Linked DNA regions of Capsicum annuum: region 1 is linked to region 2. A link is a contact called in public Hi-C data. All regions are on one chromosome and are shown on one strand. Each heading gives the region's core, a stretch centred on a gene start, on an enhancer-like site or on the middle of the called end of the contact. The rest is flanking DNA. Distances are from core to core; before and after follow the strand shown.

Region 1 (4,008 bases), core at 920-3,419, 40 kb before region 2:
AAAATACAGTAAAGATCAGAATCAACTTTAGTCATCTCAAACAAAATCAAGATATCAAGATAGATATATATGATAATAGCTACCACAATTTCCCGAATTTATTTAGTGAATTGAATAAATCTATTGGGGTAAGCATTACCTGCATAAGACAATTTTTAGATGAAAAGAGAACAGCCTGCAATCTCTCTTCATATATGCTGAAACCAAGTATACATTCCAGGTCAAACAAATATCACGTATTAGAATTTTCTAGACCAAATACAGACACCTATAGATACATAAATGGAATAGGCATAAAACTGCGGCTATGAGGAGAAATTACAAATAATTAGTAAGCATAGTACCTGGAACGCCAGAGAATGATTCTCCTAGTAATATCATCTGGATTTAAAGCTACAATCTGATCAAATGATCGCCGCTTTAGGAACAGCCTCGTTCTGGAGCCAGAAGCATTCAGCTCTTCCCTCCTCCTCCTAATCACTCTGTCCAACATAAAAATCACAAATTCAGTACACATTTTTGGGGATAATTCGGACCAACTTACGAGAAGTTTAAATCAATTGCAGTGTTGTCAAAGACGCGCTTAAGCCCTGAAGTGAGGCTCAAAACGTGATGAGCGGTTCGCCTCGCTTAATGTGCGCTCCAATACCACCATCAAGGTTCTAAGGAATATTTTTCCTCACCAATAAGACTCTTTTGAAGAGGCAACATTAAACAATTGATAGTTTTTTTTGAGAAAGACTAAACAATTGAAATTTTAATTTATCATAAATTGTTTTAAATTTCTTTATTCAAATATTTGTCATTCACGCATATAATTATCAGTCTTCAACTAAATATATATTATTCCCTCCGTTTAATAAAAAATAACTTACTTTCCTTTTTAGTCCGTATCAAAAAGATCCTTTCCTTTTTTGACAACACTTAAATTCCAATTTTCCACATGTTTAAGACCACAAAATTAAAGGGTATTTTGATACATTTTACATAACTTTAGCTTAAGACCACAGAATTCAAAAGTCTTCCTTATTTTCTTCAACACCTTGCCAATTAAACACATGTAATTCTTTTTTAAACAACGGGAGTAGTATTTTTCTCCATTTGCCCCTTTTTCATTAATATTAATGCACATGCTTCATTTGTGCTTTGTGCTTGAAGCTTCAACGTTTTTTGGCGCTTTTTGCTTTTGATAACAATGATCAATTGTGCTTCAACACTAAACGTCAGTGCGTTCATGGTCAAAAATACACCTAAAGTATTCCATTTTTAGAGTTTCATACCTAACCTATAAGTCGTGCTAAAGTTTCCTAATTGAACTATCCAATACCTCAACTATCAATATTTACTTTTCTTACTTGAACCATGGTACTATTTCAAGTACGAAAAGTGAATATTGATAGTTGAGGTATGTTTTAATAATTAGTCGATAATTACACACATGATAAATCAAGTATGTAACTCAAAAAAATTGAGATACTTGGGTGTGTTTGACCCTTCACTCAAAGTTAGTATTTCCTCTAATTTATATGTAAGTATGACTTGACACGAAGTAAAAGATTAAAAAAGAAAGACTTCTAAAATTTATGGTCTAAAAAACATGTTTGTGTGGCTACAAATCTTTTCATTAGGGATAAAATGTACATTTCAAAGTTAAATTATTACTCTATTAAATAGATTTTTCAACTGACTAAAAGGAAAAATGAGTCACATAAATTGTGACAGAGGGATGGCAATAATTGATAAGAGAATTTAAGGACAAGAAAACTAACCTTCGGTGGGCCAATCGGTTACTCAACGTAGAGCGAAGAAACCCTGAGTGTAACTTCTTAGTTTCTGCTGGAGCTGATAATTTCTCTTCACGGAAGGTCAGGGAAGAAAAGCTAATTTTGGAGAACCATGAGCCGAAGTCAGCGTTACAAAGAGGGCATTTTCGCTTTACATCGCTCCATCTTCGGATGCAAAGGATACAATAGGCGTGCATACAGGGGATAATTACCGCCGCACTCCCATGGTGTAACCGGCATAGGCATATCGGACATGATTTCCGGGTTACGGCACACGCAATTTCCTGAAATCTGTATTCCATTGGAGTCGCACAATTTCAAGTCGGGTCGGGTCGGATCAACTGTTTAATCCAATTTTATTTTATTTTTTTTATAACCGGGATATATATTATCTCTCTCTATATATAATATATTAAAAGTGTGAACACTTTGGGAAAGTGATTTGAACTTTTTATCCTTCATTAAAAGATTTTTATTTAGACAAAATTATCTTTTCACTATTTTCCTTAATTTATTATTTAATTATTTTTATTATATTAACTAGACTCCTAAAATATATGAATTTCTTAAAATATATAGAAGGAGAATTAATTAATATTTTTTTGTATTAATCAATCAATTAAAATAATACTCATAAAATAGGATTAAAAAATACTCCTAAAATAGGACTCTATTAAGAAAATACTTCTATAAATATTGAGATGCACTTCCTTATATAAATCCTAAAAGTCATGGGCAACAGATCGGTGGTCCATTTTTTCCTACACACGTATGTGTTCTTTTTGGGGTGAAGTTCTCTTAGCAATTAATTTGGTTTGTAATTGTTTTAGGTTTGGTTATTTGATATAAATAGGAAATTATAATATTTAATATTTTAAAAATAATTAGAATTTTATCATATATAAAAAAAATAACTTGATTCAGTTGCATGTTAGATGTTTAATTTTTCAACCCTCAACTTCTTCACTATTTTTGTCAACATAATAGAATTCAACGTGTGTGTATATATATGTATCTTCTTTGTTTTCATTCAAGTCATTCTTTTGAGTTAAAATTTGTCCTCATACAAGAATTATTTTCATCAAAATTGAAGCTTTGTAATCATTATTGTATTATTTTATTGTAGTTTACAAGTCGTAGATGAATTTACAGGTGGTAGATGAATGTCGGTTGATTTTGAGAATTTTTTTAGATAAAGGTTAGGTTTAATTGTATTGTATTTATATCTTTGTTTTGAGAGTTTTTTGTGTAAAGGTTAAGTTTAGTTGTATTATTGTTTATATCTCTATTATCATATTATTTTGTTATAGCTTACAGGTGGTAGATGATTGTCAGATGACTTTTAGAAAATTTTTGTGTAAATGTTAGATTTAATTATATTGTTTTGATATCTCATCATCGTATTGTTTTGTTGCAGTTTACAGGTGGTAGATGAATGTCGATCGGCTTTGACAAATTTTTTGGTAAAAGTTAGGTTTAATTAAATAAATTCTCCAAAAGATGTTGAATTTAATTATTGTATTCATCTTTTATTATTTAAACAAATATACTATTTAGTGTAACGTTTTAACTCAATAAAGTGAGGTACACGTGCAAGGCGCGCATACCTAAACTAGTATATATATATGCTTCAACGTCTTGTATGTTGGCAAGTCAACTGTACAAGCACCAGCAGTAGTAACAGCACACCTAGCGCTAGCATTTACAATCTGATAATTAGGATTAGTAGTAGTAAAAAAAATTTGGTTAGATATATCTATTCTGACCCTTCGGCAACTCAAGTCTCCATTTGTATCAGCTCTCAAAATATCCTTTACGAATGTAGGAGGTTCCCAAAATAGTTGCATAGTAGTAGTAGCATTCATCCGTGCCAGTGCATGAGCCAACTTATTTTGTTCTCTGTACACATGTTCCAGTAGCGAATTACCTAGTTTAAGCATCAGGCACCTGCAATCAGACATTAAGGGTGAATCATCCGATGATACATTAGATAGAGCTTGAACAATTGGAAGGCAATTCACATTGATTTGCAGTGGTGTAGAACAGTGTTGAATTGCGACATTCAAACCCAAAAGTAAAGCCTGAAGTTTCGCCTCTAAGGGGTTGGGGCTAAAGACCTTACTACTAAATCCTAGTAACCATTCACCATTTGAATTTCTAAATACCCCTGCTATATTAGCCATTTCTAAATTAGAAATAAAAGCCGCATCCGTATTAAGCATAA
Region 2 (4,140 bases), core at 1,097-3,596:
TAGTATTAAAAATTTAATTGATTATACTATATCAATAATTTCTAGTGATGATAACTGAAATAAGTATCAATCCCCCTTGGTCCAATCCAGGAAAAGCTCCAGCAAAAAACTCCCTTGATAATCCAGAGAAAGCCAAGTATCCTATTGCTCATTATGTTTCTAGTGGACACTTATCAAATTTATTCAAGACTTTGTGAATCAGATGTCCTCGATTGAAATTTCTAGAAGATTTGAAGAAGCATTAGATGATCTTAAGTGGGCAGAATTCATGATTGAGGGAGATGTGAGTACTAAAAAAATCATACCTGAAATATTGTAAAGTTACCAAACAGAAAAAAAAATTATTGAATGCACATGAATTTTTTCTGTGAAACACAAATCGGATGGTTTAATTGATCATTCAAAGCAAAACTAGTTGCTCGTGGCTTAACACAAACATATGGTATTGATTATTTTGCATTTATGGCAAAATTAAGTATTGTTCATGTTTTATCATCTATAACTACTAATCTTGATCAGCCTTTACAAGAATATTGCAACGACCTAAAAATTTGATGAAATATGTAAAATTTGTGATTTTGTGCGATTTGATTGTTTTACCCCTCCCTGTAGTTGCATTATGATATTTTTGGAGCATGAAAGTGATTGGCATGATTTTCGATGTATTTTGGTATCATTTATGCAATATTGTGGTTTTTGATGGTTTCGAGAGCCTTATTTTGGACTTATGTGGATATCTTTTGATCCGTGCGGTGGATGGCCAAATGGACTACGCCAGCAGATCCGGAATATCTATTTTAGGCTAGGTAGACCTTTGGTTCGGGTCCCGATGCACCCAAGCTCATTTTGACCTATTGATCGGAAAATTGGAAAATTAAAAATATGGGTGTGGGACCCACATTTGATCAAAATGACCTCGGATAGAAAATTCAACTTTGCCGGCAGATTCAGAATGTCAATTTTAGGATGTTAGCATGTTTGGTACAAAAATCAAACCGATAAAAATGTTATTGATTTATCGTTATTGGGTTAACAATTTTTTAATGATTTTATAAAAAAATTATTGGGTCATTGGTTCGATTTTGATTTTTTTTATTGGGTTATTGGGTAAACTAATAACCCAATAAGATTATACTAAATTATTATTTTACACCCCATATATATATAAATATATAAGTACGATTTTGGTTGCAACTAAGATTCGATTTATTTTCATGTTAGTTACTACTTTTTCTATCTTATGAGTATTTTCATATCAGTTAAATTAAAAATCGAATCATTAAGGACTAAAAGTCGATAAACCAAAAATCGATAAGAAAATATATTAATAGTTTGGTTATTGATTTAGAGTATTTAAAAATCGAAAATCGATAATATAAAAATCGAACTAAATTGATTGATGCACACCCCTAATTTAAGTAGGTAAAATAGAAGCAATTGAAAGAAAATTATTTTTACATATTTTGAAAGTGATGGAGGAAGAGGGATAATAAATAAGAACAGAAAAGAGAGGAGGCTTTAAAGTTTTTGAAAATATTAAATAGAAATGGGGTTTTCTCATTTTTTTCGTTGGAAGGTGCTGATTTGGCAAAAAATCAACTCTATCACGTGCGTGATGGAGTTTGAAATCACACATTTTGCCACGTAGGTTAAAAAGGATCACGCAGGGGCGGAGCCAGCCTTCTGTTCGGGGGTTCGGCTGAACCCCCTTCGATGGAAAAATATACTATTTATACATGATTAAAATTATTTTCTTGTGGTTATAGTAGGTGTTGAACCCCTTTCAACTAAGTTTTCTTTGACTATGGAACCCCCTTAGTTGAAATCCTAAATTTTCTTTGAATATGGAACCCCCTTCGTTGAAATCCTGGCTCTGCCTCTGGGGTCATGCGACGTACTAAAACAACAAGTTCGGGAGGGTACTTAAAACAACTCAAAGTTTAGGTATACCATAAATAAAACATGACAACTTTAGGAAGTACTTGATACTTTTCTCGGTGTTTGAATAGTCTTTCCTTCGTGAATTAATTTTTGTAATTGAGTTAGATTTAAAAGTCATTTCTTTGATTATCATGATATTAAAGGGAAATTCATTTCAATTTAGAATTTAAGATCTATCAGACTATTAGTGGAGAAAAAAAAAGATTCTTATCCCATAATGAAAAAGGACGTGTTATTGTACGGCTTTTCTCGTCTACGATAGTTCACTCTTCTTGTTTTTCTTGTCATTGTTATTATTAGTATTAGACAAGAAATAAAGGAAATGTGGAAGAAAGCTAGCTAGCTAGGTATACAGAGAATCAAGTGGGGTAAGAAAAATCTAGATTAAATTCCCAATTGTAGAAAGAGATCAATCCAATGGGAATTAAGCATATGATCAGTTGGATTGGTTTTATCCAATTGGGATCTTTCTGTGGTCCAATGTAGTACAAATATTCGATCCACATTTCACTCAACTAAGCAGAAATGCAAAGGGAGAATAAGGATATAGAATTTTACAATCACTTACTGATGAGAGCAGTGGGTACTGTTAGTCTGTTAGTGGTTTAACCTAAATCCGAATTAAAGATTGATAATTGAATTTATAAGGCAGAAAAAAAAGCAAGTGAATTATCCTAACAGCATTAGGTAAAAGGGTAATTTGACTGAATGAATTGCTCATTATATCTCCTCAAATTATACCTAATCTCTTTAGATTTTTAGTGAAAAATGGTAGATATAATGTGAAATTAGTCGAGGTGTGTGTAAGTTGATCGACTTTTTTGTCACACATTTGAATCCAAGTCATGTTGATCCGAACTTTAAAAATGCTCCATTGTTTTATACTTACTGATGCAATATGCTCTTGGAATTTGATTACGAGTTTATGTCCTACTAAAGGGTCACAGAACTAAATTTTGGGCAACTCGCTACCCATATATGGCCCTAGTACATCTCCAAAGGTCGGAGTTTTACTTGTTGCTTGCAATAAAGTTTCATGTCTATCTATAAATAATATTCCATCAATTTTAGAAGGCAGCAGATGAAATTTACACAGTCAAAATATGCGTATTTATCTAGTTAAAAAGATATGAGCACATGATATGATTTGTCATTTTATATACGGTCAGGTTAGGAAATTAACTGTGTGGGGGAATGTGCCACATACACGTGAAGTGCTTTCGATGCTCGAATAAGAGGAAAATCGATTGATCGGACATTAATTAGCAGATAAAAATAGATATATACCTCCACCAAGAAAAAGGAAATTACTAAGAGATGCATATTACATACATATTAATTCTATATTCACGCACCTAATTACTTGAGAAAGCAAAGGGAATAAGGAAGAAATCGATGCAACAATTTGTTGTTTTTACTGGTAAACATGCATTGTTGCGGAAAAAAGATGTTGAGGTGGATGTGTGGGTTTACTAGGAGTAATTAGGAGTGCGGATATTTAGGATAAGGTTGGAGTGGCCTCCATGGTGAACACAATGAGGAAAACAAGGTTAAAATGGGTTGGCCATATGAAAAAAATATGTGCATATGTCCGAGCGAGAGCATTGAGGAGAGGTGATTAGATAGAACATGAACTCAAATAGGAAAATGTGGAAGATGCATATTAAAGTAGAAAGTTACTAGAAAGTGAAGTGTTGTTATGCTTTTCAAGGGTTTAGGCTTGTTCGTGTTTGTCTTTATACTAGTCATGTTGTTTATTATATTTCAATTATCACATTATTTTGTTGTTCTGCTTCTTTCTTGCTTCCCTTGTTAGTTGTTATGCTTTCTCCACCATTTTCTTCCTTTACTTTAATTTACTGCACTTAAACCGAGGGTCTTTTAGAAGCAACCTCTCTACCTCCACAAGGTAATGGTAAGGTCTGCACACATTCAACTCACCCCTCCCCAAAACCCTCTCGTGAAATTTCACTGGCTTCTTGTTGTAGTACTGGTAAACATGCATTACACAGCTAGAAAGACGAAGGAAGAACTTTTTAAAAAAAATGTTTCCCTCTCTCTGTGTTTTTGAGCGAGTGTACGATGCTAAGATTTACCGATCAGATTCATGAATAATAAGAAACAATGCCTCTTGAAAAAATTATGAATAGTAACTGTCTAGACAAATAATAAATGTAACAACATGATCATATGCCAAGG

Evidence for each region. A called contact is a pair of places that touch in the nucleus more often than the background predicts.
Region 1: a contact with region 2 is called in a Hi-C map of placenta, with 2.3 times the contacts expected there. The contact joins the promoter of LOC107873055 here to the enhancer-like site in region 2. A contact is called at or near these places in 2 of 5 Hi-C or Micro-C datasets (leaf and placenta).

Annotation. Positions count from the first base shown.
Region 1 is chr6:164,665,916-164,669,923 of UCD10Xv1.1, reverse strand. LOC107873055 (E3 ubiquitin-protein ligase Topors) reads right to left here and starts at 2,169. Exons shown (of 5, transcript XM_047414942.1): 1 at 1,770-2,169; 2 at 345-482; 3 at 140-197. The coding sequence starts at 2,086.
Region 2 is chr6:164,625,682-164,629,821 of UCD10Xv1.1, reverse strand. No RefSeq gene overlaps it. Among protein-coding and RNA genes, the nearest start is that of LOC107874123, 13 kb to the right of the region's middle. Within about 2 kb of position 2,346, at least 5 of the 5 cell types and tissues checked have an H3K27ac peak or open chromatin away from gene starts, as enhancers often do. A contact at or near this core is called in leaf, where this site is marked.